Regions from separate parts of the Mus musculus genome. Here region 1 is linked to region 2. The links are chromatin contacts, called in public promoter capture Hi-C maps. All regions are on one chromosome and are shown on one strand. The core of a region is the stretch at or near the end of the contact, and the rest is flanking DNA. Distances in the headings are between cores, read along the strand shown.

Region 1 (4,439 bases), core at 709-3,208, 580 kb after region 2:
CTTTTTTTGAGACCTAAAGCCTATTAGCTAACAGTTATCTCTTAGATGTATTTCCATACTTTACCATCTAACCTAAGCGCATACTTTGTTCTATCATATCGTGCTCACTGAGCATTTGAACACAGACATGGCCCTGTGGAAGGAGGATCAACTAGACCTTATGTCCTATCCAGTGTCTTTCCAAAACTACTAAACAAGTTAGTCATACAGTTTACACTCTCTCTCTCTCTCTCTCTCTCTCTCTCTCTCTCTCTCTCACACACACACACACAGGACTGGTCCTTTCAGGTCTGGTGGGACTAACTGACTAAATCACTCTCTTATATTCTGATATTGCCAGTCACCGACATGCTATTCTCAGAAACTCTTCTCTAAACTCAGAGTCCGATTTCCACAAGTCCATAAATGTACAGAATTTCCTGTTTCATGGGCTGCTGTTGGAACTCCTTTTCCAGCTTCTCTCTTTGCAAGTGGCTGGCGTTACTGAAGTTCTCAGTAGTGACACACTAGGTCACACCAACTGCTTACAATTTTGTAGCCTCTCAGATCAATAATACTGAACTTGGAATCATTATTTCAACACAATTAATTAGGCTCTATTTTTAGAAATGAACTGCAGAGCACACATATTCTTTACACTGTTTTGTTAAATTTTATTCTTGGGTCAAGTTGAGGACTTTATCCCCTTCGTTACCAGGCAGGCTCTTACCCCCCCTCCCCCCCCCGAGTTTCTGCTCCTTTGAGCAGTAAGATTTGTGAAAACATTATGGGGATTTAGAAGAAAAAAAAAGTAACTTAAAATTGATCGTTTACTTCTGGCTAGCAGGTGGGCATGCACACACACCAGTTAAGCAGCATTAAGACCTGTAAAGTCTTCTAACATGTTCTGCTGCAAAGTGGAAAAAAAAAGTAAAACCTCATCTGTTGAAGGTTAACCAGACCTGGTGTCTATGATAGATTATGCCAGCTTGGGAAGGTCAAAGTCCCAATATCCAAGGCAGAGGCAGACTGGCTTGTCCTACAGTGGGTTTTAATGAGATTGTCTGAAAAAACAAAAAATACTTGATGAAAAAAAGACCAAGAAAGCAGTTTCAAGATCCAAATATTCCTAGAAGGGTTAAACTTGAATGCTTAAGTCCCACGCGGAGAGAACACATTTACACTGGACTGCAGCTTACTCACCACGTGGTTGGAATTAGTACTATCACTTCACAAAGGAGATCTTAGATTTACATGTACCAGCTTCTTTCTGGACTTTGTGTGTGGCTCTGAAAAGAGCCTTTGGGAGATATTGAAACCTGCTTCACTTGGCCTTGTGGTGGCTCTCGGTCTTCTTGGGCAGCAGCACGGCCTGGATGTTGGGCAGGACGCCGCCCTGCGCGATGGTCACGCGGCCCAGCAGCTTGTTGAGCTCCTCGTCGTTGCGGATGGCCAGCTGCAGGTGGCGCGGGATGATGCGCGTCTTCTTGTTGTCGCGGGCCGCGTTGCCCGCCAGCTCCAGGATCTCGGCCGTCAGGTACTCCAGCACGGCCGCCAGGTACACCGGGGCGCCGGCGCCCACGCGCTCCGAGTAGTTGCCCTTGCGGAGCAGCCGGTGCACGCGGCCCACGGGGAACTGCAGGCCGGCCCGGGAGGAGCGGGTCTTGGCCTTGGCGCGAGCCTTGCCGCCCTGCTTACCGCGTCCAGACATATTGTACAACTTAAAACTTCCCTGGTAAGCGTTAGCTAAACAGCAGAAACAAAGGGAAACTCTGTAGATTTTTATAGTCAAGCCAGGGCGCGAAAAAGGAGGCCCGTCATTGGTTAGCATTGTGAGTTCAACTTAACCAATGGAAACGAGGTTTTGGGAGTTGTGTATTCTCATTGGGTAAAAGCAGGCTCAGCCTTTTCTCTGAGTGACCACTACCCAGACAAGGGCATTTCACTTTATTTGCATACGAAGTTCTAGATAAAGAGTACCCGTGGTGTTCCTATCTGCTTGTCCTGTTGGGTGTTCAGCTTTGTTTTCTATTCATTTCTACGCCATGCCTGAGCCTGCGAAGTCCGCTCCCGCCCCGAAGAAGGGCTCCAAGAAGGCCGTCACCAAGGCCCAGAAGAAGGACGGCAAGAAGCGCAAGCGCAGCCGCAAGGAGAGCTACTCGGTGTACGTGTACAAGGTGCTGAAGCAAGTGCACCCCGACACCGGCATCTCCTCCAAGGCCATGGGCATCATGAACTCGTTCGTGAACGACATCTTCGAGCGCATCGCGAGCGAGGCGTCCCGCCTGGCGCATTACAACAAGCGCTCGACCATCACGTCCCGGGAGATCCAGACGGCCGTGCGCCTGCTGCTGCCCGGGGAGCTGGCCAAGCACGCCGTGTCGGAGGGCACCAAGGCTGTCACCAAGTATACTAGCGCCAAGTAAACTTCTCAATAGGGTTGACGTCTAGCACCAAAGGCTCTTTTAAGAGCCACTAAACCACCAGTATTAGAGCTGCAAACATGAATTCACCTTCGAGTACGGCTCTTGATTCCTGTGGCAGGTGTATGTAGTGTTGAATGCACTACAGAGTTGCTTGTCTCGGTCAGGGTCTCCCAGTTTTGTGTAAGCCACAATGACCTTTTGACTTAAAGTTATATTGTATTCTGGCGTAATTTGTTCAAAATCAGGTCAGGGCTGAGGGTGTAAATTCAGCTGGGAGAGTGTTTGGCATACCTGAAGCTCAGCTTAGTCCCCATTGCTGCGTAAGTTTGGATGAGGTGGAGCGCATCTATAATGCTTGTGTTCTGGTAAGTAGAAGTAAGATTAGGATCTTAAAATCGTGTTCTGTGTTAGAAATTCTGGCTAGGTTAGCTTACAAGATCCGGTCTCCTGTTAAAAAAAGTTAAATGGAGGCTAGTTAAGCCAAACCAGACAAAACCAACGATTTAAACCTTGCTGTAGTTGTGCCTGCCTTTATTTGAACCCAGCACTCTGAAGGCAAAGCCAGGTGGATGCCTGTTTGAGGCCGGTCTAGTCTACCGAGTGAGTTTGAACAGTCAGGGCTGCACAGTGAAACCCTGGGGTGTGGTGTGGAGGCAGAGGGGACCCATGGGGGACAATTTATTTAAAGGGAAACATTTTTGCCTCTTCCCTGTCTAAGCTTTAAGGATACAGATATTGAGAATACAGGATGGATTGCTTTCTCCTGGAGGTGATCTTACAGGTGAGCAAGGTCAGACTGGAATATTTTATCAAGCAGAACAAGTTTTCTATCCATCCAAGTCTTTATTAGAAATTTGCCTGTTAGGTTAATATTCTGAAAACATATAAAATGACTGTAATCACTTCTTGAGTGCTTATCAACATGCCAAGCATATGAACCCATTTAATTTTTTTTTTTTCGAGACAGGGTTTCTCTGTGTAGCCCTGGACCAGGCTGGCCTCGAACTCAGAAATCCATATGCCTCTGCCTCCCAAGTGTTGGGATTAAATGCGTGCACCACCACTGCCCAGCCCATTTAATCTTTACACAAATCTGAGGTAGTATTTACTATTTTATTTTATTTTTTTTAATGCTGGAAGCAATCTAGAGGGATATAAAGAAAACTATTTTCAAAGCAAAGAGCAAGGGTGGAGGTAATTAATTGGAGAAGGTATCTATCACAAGTAAATGGAGGGATGGTGTAAAGTGAGCTTTCTAGAGTTTCCCAAGTCCAATTTTCTCTGCTCTGTCCCATTCACTCTTAACAACGGCAGTGTTTATAACCCTTAGGCAGATATCAGGTAGCTGATGGGAGGAAACCACTAGTGCAGTATGCTGCCTATTTCAACTTCATGAGACGCTTAAGAGAAATAATGCTTGCATGTTTCTTCAGTTAGTACTGTAGGTCTCTACTATCCAGGGTTTTGTTTGTTTTTGAGACAGGCTCTAGCTATGGAGCCCTGGCTGATTTGGGACTCATTATGTAACAATCCTGGCCCCCTGCCTCAGCTATATCTGATAAATAGGGCTCCCCCCACCCCCTGTTTTTGAATGATGATAGATTCAACCTTCAGGTTTATTTTATTAGTCTTGGATTAAGCTTTTTCAACTCCCAAACTCTCAGTAGGATGCTGATGTTCTTAACTCTAGATTAGTAAGCCAGTTTTCAAAAATATATCATTTTGACATTACAAAGATAATTTTTTTTCTCTGAAATTCTTAAAATTCACTGATTTAATAGAAAACCTGGTGGGAGTAAGGCCTTAGCTTTCATTGCAATGGCCATTACTCTCCTTTCATGTGGATCTCACTTTGTTCCTATGGAGAGAACAGAATTAACAGCTGTTATGAATCAGAAGTAAGATCAGTGCTCATAAACAGCAAAATTAATGCACAAAGCTTAAATAATTTGGTTAAAATTATGAAGGTCAGGACAAGATTCCAGTACAAGGTTCCAGGATAGATTCCCTTCTTTTCCTTTTACCTGTCTCGCA
Region 2 (4,522 bases), core at 1,537-4,036:
TGATCAGTTGCCCCCCCATGATCCTTTTCCCAAACAATCTTCTTTCAACTGTCATGTTCGCATTTTAATAAATCTCTTTAGACATCTGTTGACCAAAATCAATAAAAGAAAAAAATTGATCCTATTTCTTTAAATATACCTAATAAAGGGGCTGAGGGGATGGCTCTGTGGCTAAGAAAATAGCCTGCTCTTTCAGAGAATCCCAGTGAGGCTCCCTGAAGCCCTGCTGGGCAGCTCACAACACCAGTAACTGCAGCACCAGGAGATCTGAGGACCGTCCTGGCTTCCAAGGACAACTGTACTCAAGTGCACGTACTTGGGCATACATAAATAATTTAAAAAACAAATCTCTTTTTAAAGGCCGTAAGAACTCTGATACAGGCCTATCACATAAATTAGTGGCGACTCAGTTCTACAATGTGATTAGATATATATACATATACACCGTGGTGGTTTAACCTGTCTTTGGAAGGAACTCCAGTGACCCTGCCATTTAAGGCAGAAGACTGAGCATTCTCTTCCCTTTCTTTTATACTGTATGTATATAATTAATCAAGTTCTCTTCAAAAATGTGCATGGATGTTTTGCCTGCACATATATCTGTGCATCACATGTGTGCCTGAAGAGAGCCAGAAGAGGGTGTAGATCTCTTGAATTTGGAGTTTCCAGTGGGTGTTGGGATTTGAATCTGAGTCTTCTAGAAGACCCGAAAGTGCTCTTAACTGCGGAGCCATCTCTCCAGCAACCTTGAGTTCTTCTGATTCTACGGCTTCATATCCCTCATGTCCACCCTTGTATTTTCTTGATGGCATGCTCTCTTACTCAGACGTCTCTTACTTCAACTCAGTGGTTCTCAATCTGTGGGTCGTGACCCCCTTGGCAAAGCTCTGTCTCCAAAAATATTTATATTACAATTCATAACAGCAGCAAAATTACAGGTATAGAATAGCAGTGAAAATAATTTTGTGGTTGGACCTCACAACACGAGGACCTGTATTAAAGGGGCGCCGCAGCATTAGGAAGGCTGAGAACCACTGCTTTAAATGCTGGTCTTCCCGACACGGACTACTTGCCACACTGCACCTGAGATCTTCCTACGGGGGAAATGAAGCATGTTGCACACAATGAGTTGCCATCACCATCAAGATCAAGTTTAACATTTAATATGGTCTAAATTTTCCTTATGCTTTAATGACCAAACTTACCACTGTTGTTTGTTCTTGGTTCCTTATATATCCCACTCTTACAGGGAAAACCCTTTAACCTTTTTCTTATTGATTAGTCACAGCTCATGTCACAGTCAACAAGCCAACAGAGCTGCTCCACCTGTGCGTCCCTTGCTTAGTCAATCTCCACAGACACCACACTAAGAACGACCTCACACTACAGACGAAACTTGAAGAGTTGAAGAATTTATGATTTTACACAGGTTTCCAAGCTGATCTTCAGGGGTTTGTTTTTTTTTTTTTTGGTTTTGCCCCCCCCCCCTCCAGACCCCTTCCCCCATACACACACAGGGTTTCTCTGTGTAGCTCTGTTTGTCCGACAATTTGCCCTGTAGATCAGGTTGGCCTTGAACTCAGAGATCTGACTGCTTCTGCCTTCCAAACCTGGGATTAAAGACGTGAACCACCAACGGTGGACTGAACTTACCTTTGGTCCTTTTTTAAATCTACAGACCCCCGAATTATGAATTTATTTTTTCCTTCTCTCTCTTGTGTGTGTACATCTGATCCAGAAGCAAAAGCTGTGGGATCCACCTGGCCACAACTACAACAGTCAGTCTTCACTTCCTGCCAGATTTCCTGCCAGTTTTCCTTTTCCCCAAGGCTCTCACTCCCTAGCCCACAATGGGCAATTCTCCCAAGTGCTAGGATTATAGAAATTAGTCACTATGCTCAGATGCAGGTTTTTAATTGCACCCAACTTTGGTTTGCAACCCATTCTTGATTTCATTTCTGCTCATCCTCTAATCTATGCACATTATGGGTGTCCAATTACAAGACCTGTCTGAGTATGTCCTTCTATCACCCAAGACCAAGTTCCTCACACAACCAAATGGCCACTTTGTTCACTTACTTATCCTCTGTGGCAATCTTATTCACTGCGCTCGAAATACCCTGGTGCCCTCGTTAATCCCTAAATAAGACAGACAAGCTCCAGCTTTAGGGCCTCTGTATTCGCTGTTCTCTCACGTATGCCTTTTAAAGCCGCCTCTGTCTACCCATCTATTTCGGATTATCTACTCAAATATTCTATTTACTTACAGTGGTAACTACTTAAACATGCAGAAGCCATGTGTGGCAGCTCCAGCTTATGAGCTCAGAGCTCGGAGATAGAAGGATAAACAGGAGTTCAAATTAAGAGTATACGCCGCCAAATGATGAGGCCAACACGGGCTTCACGAAACGCTCTTAAAACCAAACAACAACAAACAAAAAAAGGGGGAAAAATCCCTCACAACAAAATAAAGCAACAGAACCCAGGAGTGCTGGCAATCTCAGCCATCAGAAAGCTGAAGTAGGAGATACGCTGGAGCTTGCAGTCAGCTTGAGCTGCGCAACAGCAGGAAACCGCCTCACCAACTACGTCCTGAGCTCCCTCCCTCTCCCATGCCCCGCAGCTTCCGTCACGCACCAGCTTCTGGTCCTCCCAGCTCCGAGGTGTGGAGAGTTTCTGTGTATCAACCAGACCCTCCGCTCGAGAGTCCCAAGTTTGCGGGTTCTCTCTCCGCTGGAACCCGATCACCGTACGTCCCCCTCGCCCTGGTCGCAGGGTCAGTCACACGTCTCTCAAAATCTGCGTTCCAGCCCAGTAGTTTCCGGCTCCGCTCTAGGACGATGGGAGGACCAGGACTCAACTCGGTGGTGTCCTGACTGGGTCTAAGTTGAAAGATTTCATTTACATAAATCAGACCATTTCGTTTGACTGTTTTCACACAGAGATGTCATCTCTATCACTAGAATAACAAAGCTCGGGCTGTAATCACAGCCACCAGCAAACAGACACAGCAATTGAATCTTTAGGTTGGGCTTTAGGCAAAAGCTGGCATGATCATGTAGGTTGGATTCTAGAGAACCAAAGTTAATTATTAGTGCTCAAGTTTATTCTTCATTCCCCACCCTTTTGCCACCAAGTTCCAAAGACTCCTATCTGTGCCTTCTTTATTTGGTTGCCTGAGTGTAGGGTTTAGAATTTAGAATTCAATGATATTTGAAGAGAAGTGGGGTAAAGATATGCCGATTTTCTTTCTAAAGTTTCTATGTTATTGTTGTTGTTGCTGCTGCTGCTGCTGAAAAAAAAAGTGGAAAAAAAAAAGTGAAGTTCACTTTGTTATTTTAAGCTTATCTTGTTTGACTTCGAACGAAGGCACTCAACAGAGCTTAGTCTGGTTAATGTATAGTGGTGTCAGTTATATGCTTTGCAGTCTGCTAAGCCAATGGTGTGTAAAGCTAACTCAGAACAAACATGTCAGAACAAACACAGCTTTAAGATGTTTTGTGTGCAGATTAACTCAGAGCAAACAAATCATCTGTTTAAGTCCTTCCTATAGTGTCTAACACAAAGTCCCCTACCACCCTTCCCTCCCCTATAATCCCCCTTGTTAGCCATTTACTTTGATAAATAGGCCACAGTTTGAGGTTCACCTCCAATCATTTGAGTGAGAACTCACATTAGGACTCCATCCTTTCCATGTTGACTGAAAAGACTTTTGCAAGCCCCAAATTCCCATGGTAGGAGCAGATGTCAAATCCCCTTTTAAAGGTTCCAAACCCATAACTATTTCTGGGTCCATTCAAAATTTCATAAAGGGGCTTAGCCATAGAGTCAAAAATTGGGACCAAATTCTACAGTAGCCTGTCATACCCAGGAATATGTTAAATTGCCTGAGAATTGCAAATTTTTGTTCCCCGTTTGTCTAACTGTTAGTCACTGCTTTCCAAGCAGACTCTTCTTTCCAGGCTAGAGGAGGAAACCCAGTAATTCCTCAGCCCGCTGACAGATTTGGGCCCTGCAGGCTAACAGTCCTGGTAAATGGTTTAAAGTCTCCTAGTTCCCAGTTACCTGCAAGTCTTTGACATCCTACTGCAACATGTCACCTTTCAATAGTTGGGCTTTTAAATCTTAACCCAGAGAGATGGTCCAGATGTTAAGAGCCCTTGCTGCTCTTCTAGAGAACCCAGTTCACAGCGGTTAGGCTCTCGGCTTATAATATCCTACAACTCCAGCTATAGGGCATCCAGGGGTTCTTCTGACCTTGTGCAGCAGCAGCAGCAACAACAACAACAACACACACACACACGTACACACACACACTTTAGAAAGAAAATTGGCACATCTTGGTCCTTCTTCTCTCCAAAGATAATTGAATTCTACATTCTAAGCCCCATCCTCAGGCCATCCAATCCTGCAAAGTCCTAGCATCTGTATAATTTAGAGTTGTAAACTGTTAAGTCTGATTCCAGCCATTCAAAGATGGAAAGGATCCTCCAATACTAGTAATAAAAACCGGAGGAATTCC

The links. Promoter capture Hi-C pulls out the DNA fragments that hold promoters and counts their contacts.
Region 1: a promoter capture Hi-C map of pre-B cells shows a contact between it and region 2, with 4 times the contacts expected there. The contact joins the promoter of H2bc12 here to the promoter of Zscan26 in region 2. A contact is called at or near these places in 7 of 39 promoter capture datasets (the 3T3-L1 cell line, cranial neural crest, erythroid cells and 3 more), 11 of 484 Hi-C or Micro-C datasets (B cells, CD4 T cells, bone marrow-derived dendritic cells and 5 more), 2 of 115 datasets of contacts at active chromatin or transcription factors (memory CD8 T cells and microglia) and 2 of 9 other capture datasets (adipose tissue and liver).

What each region holds. Positions count from the first base shown.
Region 1 is chr13:22,033,863-22,038,301 of GRCm38.p6, forward strand. It overlaps H2bc12 (H2B clustered histone 12), which reads left to right and starts at 1,959. Exons shown (of 1, transcript NM_175665.2): 1 at 1,959-2,458. The coding sequence starts at 2,025. The coding sequence ends at 2,405. It overlaps H2ac12 (H2A clustered histone 12), which reads right to left and starts at 1,781. Exons shown (of 1, transcript NM_175659.2): 1 at 1,260-1,781. The coding sequence starts at 1,690. The coding sequence ends at 1,304.
Region 2 is chr13:21,450,941-21,455,462 of GRCm38.p6, forward strand. Zscan26 (zinc finger and SCAN domain containing 26) reads right to left here and starts at 2,787. Exons shown (of 6, transcript NM_001347491.1): 1 at 2,638-2,787.